2 separate regions of the Gasterosteus aculeatus genome follow, and region 2 is linked to region 1. Evidence: chromatin contacts called from public Hi-C data. All regions are on one chromosome and are shown on one strand. Each heading gives the region's core, a stretch centred on a gene start, on an enhancer-like site or on the middle of the called end of the contact. The rest is flanking DNA. Distances are from core to core; before and after follow the strand shown. Region 1 holds the start of pparab (peroxisome proliferator-activated receptor alpha b). Region 2 has its middle 12 kb from the start of wnt7bb.

Region 1 (4,683 bases), core at 766-3,265:
CCTAAACCTTAAAGTTAAGTCTGCCTGTGGAGAAAGCACCGCCAGTTATAGAGAGGAAATCATGAATGAATAGTTAAGCAGCAGAGTTCTTTTGACACTTCTGTTAGCTATGAATGATCACACCCAACGGGAGAAGGAGTCACCGAGAGAGAGACAGAGAGACAGAGACGCTTCAGGAGTGACAGCACCTGCAGCCGCACATTAACTGCGCATTCGTCCATGTAAAACGTCACAGTACAGACTTCCTTCTGCAAAGGCACACGGCCACTGGCGACAAGAAAGCATGAATCCTATCGTTTTTAAACCTGCCCTTGACGTTTGGTTCAAACCCATCTTTGCTGCATGACATTCACTGTCTGTCCTCCCCCAATACGGTCTGTGTGCCTCAAATCTAACTTTTCAAACTAGACGACACCCTCCAAACTCCTCGGTAACAATATTTACACTCATGCAGGTGCTTCCATTGGAGCGCAGAACTGACACAAACAACGTCTCGCATTGACTGCCTTGACCTTTGGACATTGCTGTCCCTATGCTGTCCCTATGCTGTCCCTATGCTGTCCCTATGCTGTCCCTATGCTGACCTGAGGCCCCCGAGGCAGGACCTCCGTGGCGGGTGAGCAGAGGTGTTGGTGTTGCCTATCGATGCGCTGCGCAGGCTGCAAACCGAAGTCACATGAGTCGTGTGGTCGGGAAGGAGATGCTGATTCCGCCTGCAAACAACAGTCACGTGCGGGTGTGTTGGGCTCTCAAACTGGACACGCGCTAAAATTGAGTGTGCGCCGTTTGCAGGCTGCTGCCATCTCTGCGCACGGAACAACGTCCGCTGACAGGGGGTCTCTCAGCTGCTGCAGGGGGTGAAAGTGCAAATGAAGACATCTACCTTACGAGGGAAAGCCCAATCCGAAGCCTCCATGTCCTCCAGAATCAGGTTTGGGTGGAGAAGCTCTCGCTGTGGGATCGAGACAGCAGCGCGGAGGGAGAGAGGGGAGAGAAAATAGTGCCCGACCCCCAAAAACCCGTTCTTGTTTGTCTCCCAGCAGCGCTGCCGCTGTCATAAATCCCCCACCATGTCCATACAAAGCAGAGCCATGAGTTCACACCCGCAGGAAGTGACGTCATGACTGACAGCTGGAGGCGCGAGAAAGGCGCACACCCCCCGACACACCTATAGTTTCAGCGAATGGAAGGAGCGCAGCGGATTCCTTTGAGGCGGACGCCCCCTAACCACGGGGACAGCAGGAGGAACGTGCCACGCGCGCCCCCACGCGCGCCCCCACGCGCGCATCAAACGAGAGACGAAAAAGGCACGTGGTCTAGGGGCGCTTTTCTGCACGTAACGTGCTGACCACACCAAAACGAGTAATACATGTAGGTAATATGTAGGGATTTTTTATTATACTGGGACATTAAGATTTGTTTCTAAAGGTTTGAGACTAGACACAAATACCAGAATATATAGAAATAATGAAAAGTACAAAACAAACAACATACATAGATACTTATAAAATAATCTCCCAGGCTGTTTGGGCCACGCACCCCTTCTGCATCCCAACTGGGTTCGTGCCCCCCCCAGTCCCCCACACTCAAAGAGAAAAAGTATATTTATAGCTGCATTCAAATGACACCACAGTTTGCTCACACGTGATGTTTATTTATTCCGCTGTTAAATGTTGCAGTGTGAACACAGACCGAACAAAGGAGCAACTCATCACTGCAACACTGTATCATATTCATTCTGAATCAGGACCAAAACTACATAAATACCCTGAAACACTGCGACAAAGTTTCAATAAACTCCACTTACGTCACTTTAAAGGAGCAAAAAGAAGGACGAGGACACACGCACAGGGTCATATTACACAATTAACAATACATACCAATACGTCAATATGGCAGGGTGGTCAGCACCGTTGCTTCACAGCAAGAAGGTCCTGGGTTCCACTCCGCCCAGTGGCCTTTCTGTGTGCAGTCTGCATGTTCTCCCCGTGTCTGCGTGGGTTCTCTGGCTTCCTCCCACAGTCCAGAGACGTGCTCTGGGGATCAGGTTGATTGGGGACTCTAACTTGCCCGTAGGTGTGTGAATGGTTGTGTGTCACTGTGTAGCCCTGCGATTGGCTGGTGACCAGTCCATTGTCTATCGCCTGAAGTTGGCTGGGATGGACTCCTGCCCCCCTGCGACCCCGTGTGCAGGATAAGCGGTTTGCAGATGGATGGAAGATCTTCTCCACACACCTATTAGGACATATCAAAGTATTTTACTTTGACAGTTCTCGTGTAATCACATGTACAGCTTCCCTCTCTTCGATGAATCAAGAATATGTGGCTGGAGGTGACCAGTCCGTTCTCAGCATATGAAGCGCCGTGGAGGCTTTCACATTTCACTGCTGTCCGGTGCATTTTGGACCAAGATCAGCTTCCTGACCGGTGACGATGTCACAAAGTCTCACTTGTACACATGCGTTTTAAACTTAGATTTAAACTGCGTGGAGGAACTTTGGCTGATCAATTAGAAAAGGCCTCCATCCAACTCTGCAACTGAAGATAAAATATCCAACTGAAGGGATTCTGTCAAGACCTTTGCTTATTCTGAGCAGAAGGCCGTTTGCAACTTTCCAGATGCCTTGGCATCATGGTGAAGTTTCTTGGATGTTGACCAGTGTATGGGCCCCTTAATTTAGCCCCCAGAAACCTCTGCACTCATGAGGAGGATCACATGGCAGCTCGAGGGAACATTGCGTCCTGCACCGACTGCAGGCCAGCCAGTCGAACTGTTGCAATAAACTGCCAGTCAACGAAGCGGTTGGGTTTTCTCCAGTCGAGCCACATGCTGAGTGTGCAATCCTTTTCGCTTGTCTCTGCTCGCTTGTTTCTCCATCCAGCTCTCCATCCCGGATCTGTAACAATGACAAGAACATGAGGAAAATGTAGTACTCAGATTCAGTTCCACATCAACAAATCTAAGTATTATTAAAGTATTTAGGGTAAATGGTTGTTAATCAATTGTGTAATGGTTCAGATCATTTCAAGTCCGTTCCTGATTTTGGGTAACAGTAGTGCGAGAAGAACGGTGTTCTCTTCCTCCTGCGCTTTCAAACATGTCACGGGATTTTTTTATCGGCAGATGGAGTTTGCTCTGTTGTCATGGAGACTGATCTGTTTACTTACTTACTTGATATACTGTCAAGTGATAAAATCTATAACCACATTTTGCATGGTGGGTGTTTTGTATTTGAAATTACAATAGGCAGCCTATTATTTTAATTTATTGGAGTGTAAATCGTTGATAAAGTATAGAGAGTAAAAGTACAGTAGGTAAAGTAAAAGTACCTCAGAACTGTACTTCACAATGACATTTGAGTGAAAAACCACTGCAGTACTTGTGACTTCTAGGGAGCAACAATGTACATTTCTACACTAAATAATATAAAAGCCTTCTTGTAGACAAGACACACACACACACACACACACACACACACATAGATATCAGCCACAGTGCACTTGGAGGTCGTCCATGGCAGCTGGTGATTTCTCCATGTGAGGAGGACATGGAGAAACACTGGACCCAGAAGGCGCAGCTCGTTGCAACACGACTCAGGAGAGCAGGCAGGAACCGGGTCGCATGGTCAAGAGTTCTGTCTGGACAGCAGCTGATTTCCCAATGAAGGGGTGACTCAGACGGCTTTACACATTCAGACAACCCAACGGCAGATGCCCCATGTCTGTCCCTCAGCTGCACGTGGATGAGATGAAACAGACTAGGAAGCAGGAAATCGCTGAGGGGATTCATGCTGATAAAATGGGGCGTGTCCCAGGAGTTGTGTTTAGTGGGGGATTTACCTTTGTTCACCTTTATTAGATCAGATTAGATCTTTATTGTCATTGCACAGGTACTGACACAACAAAATGCAGTTTAGCATCCAACCAGAAGTGCAAGAGAGCAGATAAAGTGCAGTATAGAGTATATATGAATAAATGTACCGTTTGAAATATACATGGAGCAGTAAGTACATTAAGCAGTAGGGTTGTAAATATGAATGACAAGGTATGACATAATTGTGCAAATATTGTAGATGGAAAATATGGGATACGCAATGACTATGAATATGAGCATGAATTCATGTCACTGGTAGATTTAGTTGGAACCGACATATGGTCAATTAAAAGTTTGAGCAGCATCACCATGACATTAGTATCTGCAACAGCCCATATCAAGTGGTTGCTCTTTATACAATACATCTCTTTTTTCCTGTAGGGAGGGGGGGCCTTGAAGACATGATGTTCTTTGGTTGACATGATGACCCGCTAACATTCTGGAAGTGGGTCAATGTGGAGACCGGATCCTCTGCTCCCACCCGCTGTCTGGGAACGGCCACACAAACACTAACACGCTGTAAGCGGACTCTTCCAATCGGGGAAAAAATGGCCCAATTTAGTGGAAAAAATAAATCAGCAACTATTTAGATTATTGAATTATTGTATTTTTAGGGAGAAAGGCCAAAACTATCGATTCATGGAGACCCTTCATATTTTTCTTTATATTATTATTAATATTTTCTGGAATTTGGACGTTTCAAAACGACATTTGATGACTTTGGGGTAATTGTGACAGATATGTGGTGTATTGTTAGTTATAGCTGTAAGAGCAGGCAGAAAGAACTTGGTAAAATGACATTGTGGAGA
Region 2 (4,683 bases), core at 1,082-3,581, 39 kb after region 1:
TTTTGTAGCAGATGGTATTTGTTGTTAGAAATGGCGTGTTAGATTATAATTCAGGTTCTCTCACACACAACACATTCATTGAGTGCATTGTATTACATACATTATATTTGGTTATAGTGCCACTATCCTGTATTAGCATTTTAATCCAGCGTTCTGATTGGCTGAGAGTGAGTCAGAGGGGGCGGATTATTGAGCGATAATGTACAGTACCTGTTCACATTGACCCGAGCGTTCCGTATCACTGCGCACTCACAGTCACAGGTTCATATTTGACAGTTGGTTGACATTTCAGTTTTTAGCTCAGTGGCGATCCGCAAAAAAAAGGAAAGAAGTGATCAGGCAGGGGTGTCAAACTCTAGCAAAGTCGAAGTCATCCGGCGGCCGTCCAGACTCCTGCTTGGGGATACGTGAGCTGCAGCAAACGGACAATTCAGGTGGCGTCATGAGCGATGTGGATGAATGAGATGCTGTTTACGTGCACGTACGGGGACTATTTGTCTACTACGACTACTGAAAGGAGATACACAACTAGTTTGTGCTGAAAGGCAACTATTTACTTACTACTTATAACTTGGCTGGTAACCGTATTATAAAAGCAATAAGGTACCTGAGGCACTACTTTATCTTCAGTGATGTAACAGTTTGAGGGTTGCCGGCCCTCAAACTGTTACATCACTTCCGCTTAGGACCGCTGTGCGTGTCGGGCCTAACAACACCCCTGAACTGTTCAATTATTGGACAATAAAGTATAGCCTCTCGTACCTTATTGCTCAAGTAGAATAATTATACCAATATGCAGAACTCACACACAAGACACTTTGATGTTTATCATCTGAAGTTCAGGAGCCATGCATGCGAATGAAATTGGTCTGCTTCAAATGAGAAGCAGTGTTTGGGGAGGAACACGACATTTGGTCCAACCAGATCTCACTGCTTTAACATCGCTTGAGATTATGTTATAAAGTGTTGGCTCTTCTACTTAACGTCAATCACAACGATCTAATGCCAAGATGCTGTTAAACTGTGAGGAAATACGGTGCCTTTTGGTGCATAAAAAGGATCAATAATTCCATCCAGAGACTATTTTACCACTCAGCAAACAGGAAAGTGACAGCCTGATAGGTCGGACTAGGAGGATGTGATATGAACTGCTAAGCCAGGACTCCCTCATTCATTCAATGTTCAGCTTGTTTTCCATGACAAGTCACCAATGAAATGTCTGAGAAACCTGGAAATCATCTCTGACATAAAAGGCAAATCCCACATGTGTGAACCAGCATCCTCTCATAATCAAATCAGAGCACTTGGACCGTGAACGAATGATCTGTTGCTTATCTCACACTGCTGCGCTGACTTCAGCCTTTTATAAACTATATTCTTATTCCAACTTGAGCAATTACTAACGCCGCCACATATTTTCAACAACACACCACACATACTACCTACTCGCACAAAAAAGAACCACATAAAATATATATTTATTCAATTTTAAATTCAGTTTAATAAACCCCTCAGTGCTGCAGTTAAAAGTTAAAACAGCATGTAAAGGCTGTATTTTATTATTACTCTTTAATATGCAAACAAAACAAAGGCCAACCATTACACCTCCACATAAACACATATTTATATGTGTTGTTCAGTCAGAGTTCATTTCAATATTGGGTAGAGCCTGACTCTACTCTATTGTTCTACTGCAGCTGTGATGGCTGATTTATTGGCTACTCAAACCTTAATTCACTGGTGATTATGTCACGCTGACTTCATAACAGAGTCGTCTCTCTCGCCCTCGTGTGGAAACCGACTCTTCAGCCAATGCTGTCAGAAGCAAAGTCACGTAACTATTAATTCCAACAGGAGGAGGCAAGAGAAGACACCCTGGACATGAAACTACAGAAAAAACTAAGTATCTAAAACCTGCTAGCCAACCGGGACATTCACAAACCTTTCCGTTAACTGCAACAAAACTCTAAAAGGACAGACTCTCCCTTTCTGGATTCATCTTTGAAGTGCCACCACAGCAAACATTGGTTGCAGGTCATAGAATCAGGAGAAAACTATGCACTAAGAGACTTCTACTACCAGCATTTCTATTCAACATTCAGACTTATCTTTGTGGTAGTCGACAGTTTAAACCTTTTATTTCATGTCTGGTTGACTTGACTGCCACCGTACAAAACAGCTTGTGAATTGGCACGGAAGCGAGGCCAGAAGTGGCGTGCACAAAGGCGTATGACAGCCCATTTACCTGTGACCTTCTTTATAAGGACAAGTCTGACAGGATGAGAGCGCGTGCCAGGTGTTTTTGTAGATATGTGGGTTTTATTGCTTTTCCAACGGTGCAATAGGATTAGATCGGCTGGTGGACATGCCTTAACAAGATGTGAGGCGGGCTTTGATAACATACTCGGATGAGCTGTCAATCTTCGGTCATTGGAGTCCATGAACTCGCTCACCCCCGGCCAGCGCAAACGCAAAACAGATTCAAATATGTTGAGTGCAGCTGGGCTTTTTTTTCCGTCTCAGCAGTCAAACACGCACATGCAGCACGAGTACATGTGGCTCATGCACATGTGCGTTTTGCATTCACTACAGCATTTCAAAATGTGCATATATTCCATGTGCACTGCCACATGCAAGTGTGTTATGCATGTAGCAGTGCACATGTGATCCCTGCAATGTGGCGTCTAATATTTAGCTCATGTGGCCTGGCCCTGTCTCTCTGATGCCTGTCAGTGCTCTTGGATCGTCTCCATTTGAGGGTTGGATCCCTCCAGCCGACTCAGGGGATCTCTGCCGCTTCGCTCGCCGTCATCGGACCACATGCCCAACATGGGCTTTACTCAACATGGCATGTGTAAGTCATCGCATATCGTCAAGAGCTGTCAAATGCTGCCTTTCTCTTCATGAGACTCTCATCAAAAAAACCAAAAGCTATAGTACACGGATGAGTGCAAAATAGAACATTCTCCGCCTCATGTCAGTGAGCTGTAAACAAGTGAGACAACAACAGGAAAGACATTAGAATAAGTTTGTGGACCAACATACTCTCTTTCCTCACAGTGAGTGACCTCAACGAACCGACTACGAGACACGATCTACGCCAGTCACTGCACAATACCATTACTGTAGATGCCCCCCCCCCCTCTTCAACCCACCCCGCTCCCAGAGATGACAAACGTGCATTGTCCTCGTCCAGGGCCAGAACAATCACTTCCTTTGTGAGGTCAGGCAAGGTCAAGGATCCTCAAGAACTGAACGACTGTAAAAAAAAAAGATAGACACACTGTATGTGTGGAAAGGAAAGTGGGACCCACTGACTTTCTTTTACATTGTGTTTGACTATAAAATCATCACCACCGGTCTCTAACATTTTGTATTTAGCATAAATGCTCACAGGTGTTTAAACAGAGCCTCTGCGCTGTTACGGAGCCGTGCAGGAGATGATTGGGACGGTTGTGTCCATTCCTGCATCACCCCTTTCGCGTCACCCCTCCTTCTGCGCAAAGGCTGAATCAGCACAACGGGCCTCCAGTGTCGCTCTGCAATGGCATCACCACGAATCTGCTTTGGTGAGCTCCAATGGCAGAACCAGAAGGGTCCCAGTGGGCGCGGTAACCATTTGAAACAGAGGAGATGGCTCAAGTGAAAGAATCACGACAGCAACAAAAAAAAAAAAAGTTTTCCCCTCTAACTCAACTGAGATTTGAGTGGAAACTGTCATCATAAATCAAAAAGAGCTCATGGAACTTGATTCCATTTTAATATTTAAAAGGCATCTGTATTCACTTTTGCTGTGCGTAGACCACTAACCCTACCTGGTAACTAAACATCCAGCAGAGGCGTGATTATTACTCACTAAACGTCTGTCTGAGCCGTGTGATTTGTAGGGAATCTGAGCAGTGGCACAGTCAAGCAGTTCATGGTCCGCTCCAGTAAATGTGCAAATTGGTCTGGACATGGCGAAGATTGATTGTACACGGCTAAGTTATCTGGTGCACGCTCAGTCAGTATAATTTGTTGGGTCACTGGATCCTAATTTCTATCTTCCTATCATTCTCATAATCTTTTAATCATCTGGGAAAAGATTATCTCATTGGTAGCAGTATATTTTCTGGTTTTGTAACAAGACGCCGACTGACAAATGCAGAAATAGACAGAAAAGTTGTCCTTTACTTGAGCCAGTGCTTCATGCTATGAGCTGCTACCTCAGCCTCCCCTAATTGCATTCCCAAACACCCAAGTGTATCCCCCCGACAACTGCTCAGATTAGTCTGAGTTTTTGAGGGGGGGGTGGGAGGGGTTCGTTGTGGTGCTACGGCAGATTCCCCCTGGAAGCTATACCTCAAAATGTATCCAGCACTGCGTATGAGCAACAAACAGGTCCAGCCCTGCATATCTATCATGTTTTTTTTAATGAACCATTAAAATCATCCGAGACGTCGGCATAGATTGAAACATGTGGCTTGTGTCCGTTCACACAGTGCAGCAGTTGGTGGTTACAGAAACACCTGGTGGAGAACGGCTGAGAAGCATTGGGCAAAGAAATCTGACCAGGGAAAGAAAAACCTTTTTCTCTGAAAGGTTCAGGTGCAAGTTTTAAGGCCATGCAGTAACTAATGTTCCTTCGGAGGAGGGTGGTGAACTGAGGATTGGGGCAGTAGGCCACTGGGGAGGTCTTTAAAC

What was found. Hi-C and Micro-C count contacts between places; a contact is called where the count stands out from the background.
Region 2: a contact with region 1 is called in a Hi-C map of skeletal muscle, with 4 times the contacts expected there. The contact joins the enhancer-like site here to the promoter of pparab in region 1. A contact is called at or near these places in 4 of 6 Hi-C or Micro-C datasets (skeletal muscle, tail fin and whole body).

What each region holds. Positions count from the first base shown.
Region 1 is chrX:21,099,578-21,104,260 of fGasAcu3.hap1.1, forward strand. It overlaps pparab (peroxisome proliferator-activated receptor alpha b), which reads right to left and starts at 2,016. Exons shown (of 7, transcript XM_078082995.1): 1 at 1,881-2,016.
Region 2 is chrX:21,138,755-21,143,437 of fGasAcu3.hap1.1, forward strand. No RefSeq gene overlaps it. Among protein-coding and RNA genes, the nearest start is that of wnt7bb, 12 kb to the right of the region's middle. Within about 2 kb of position 2,332, at least 1 of the 9 cell types and tissues checked has open chromatin away from gene starts, as enhancers often do.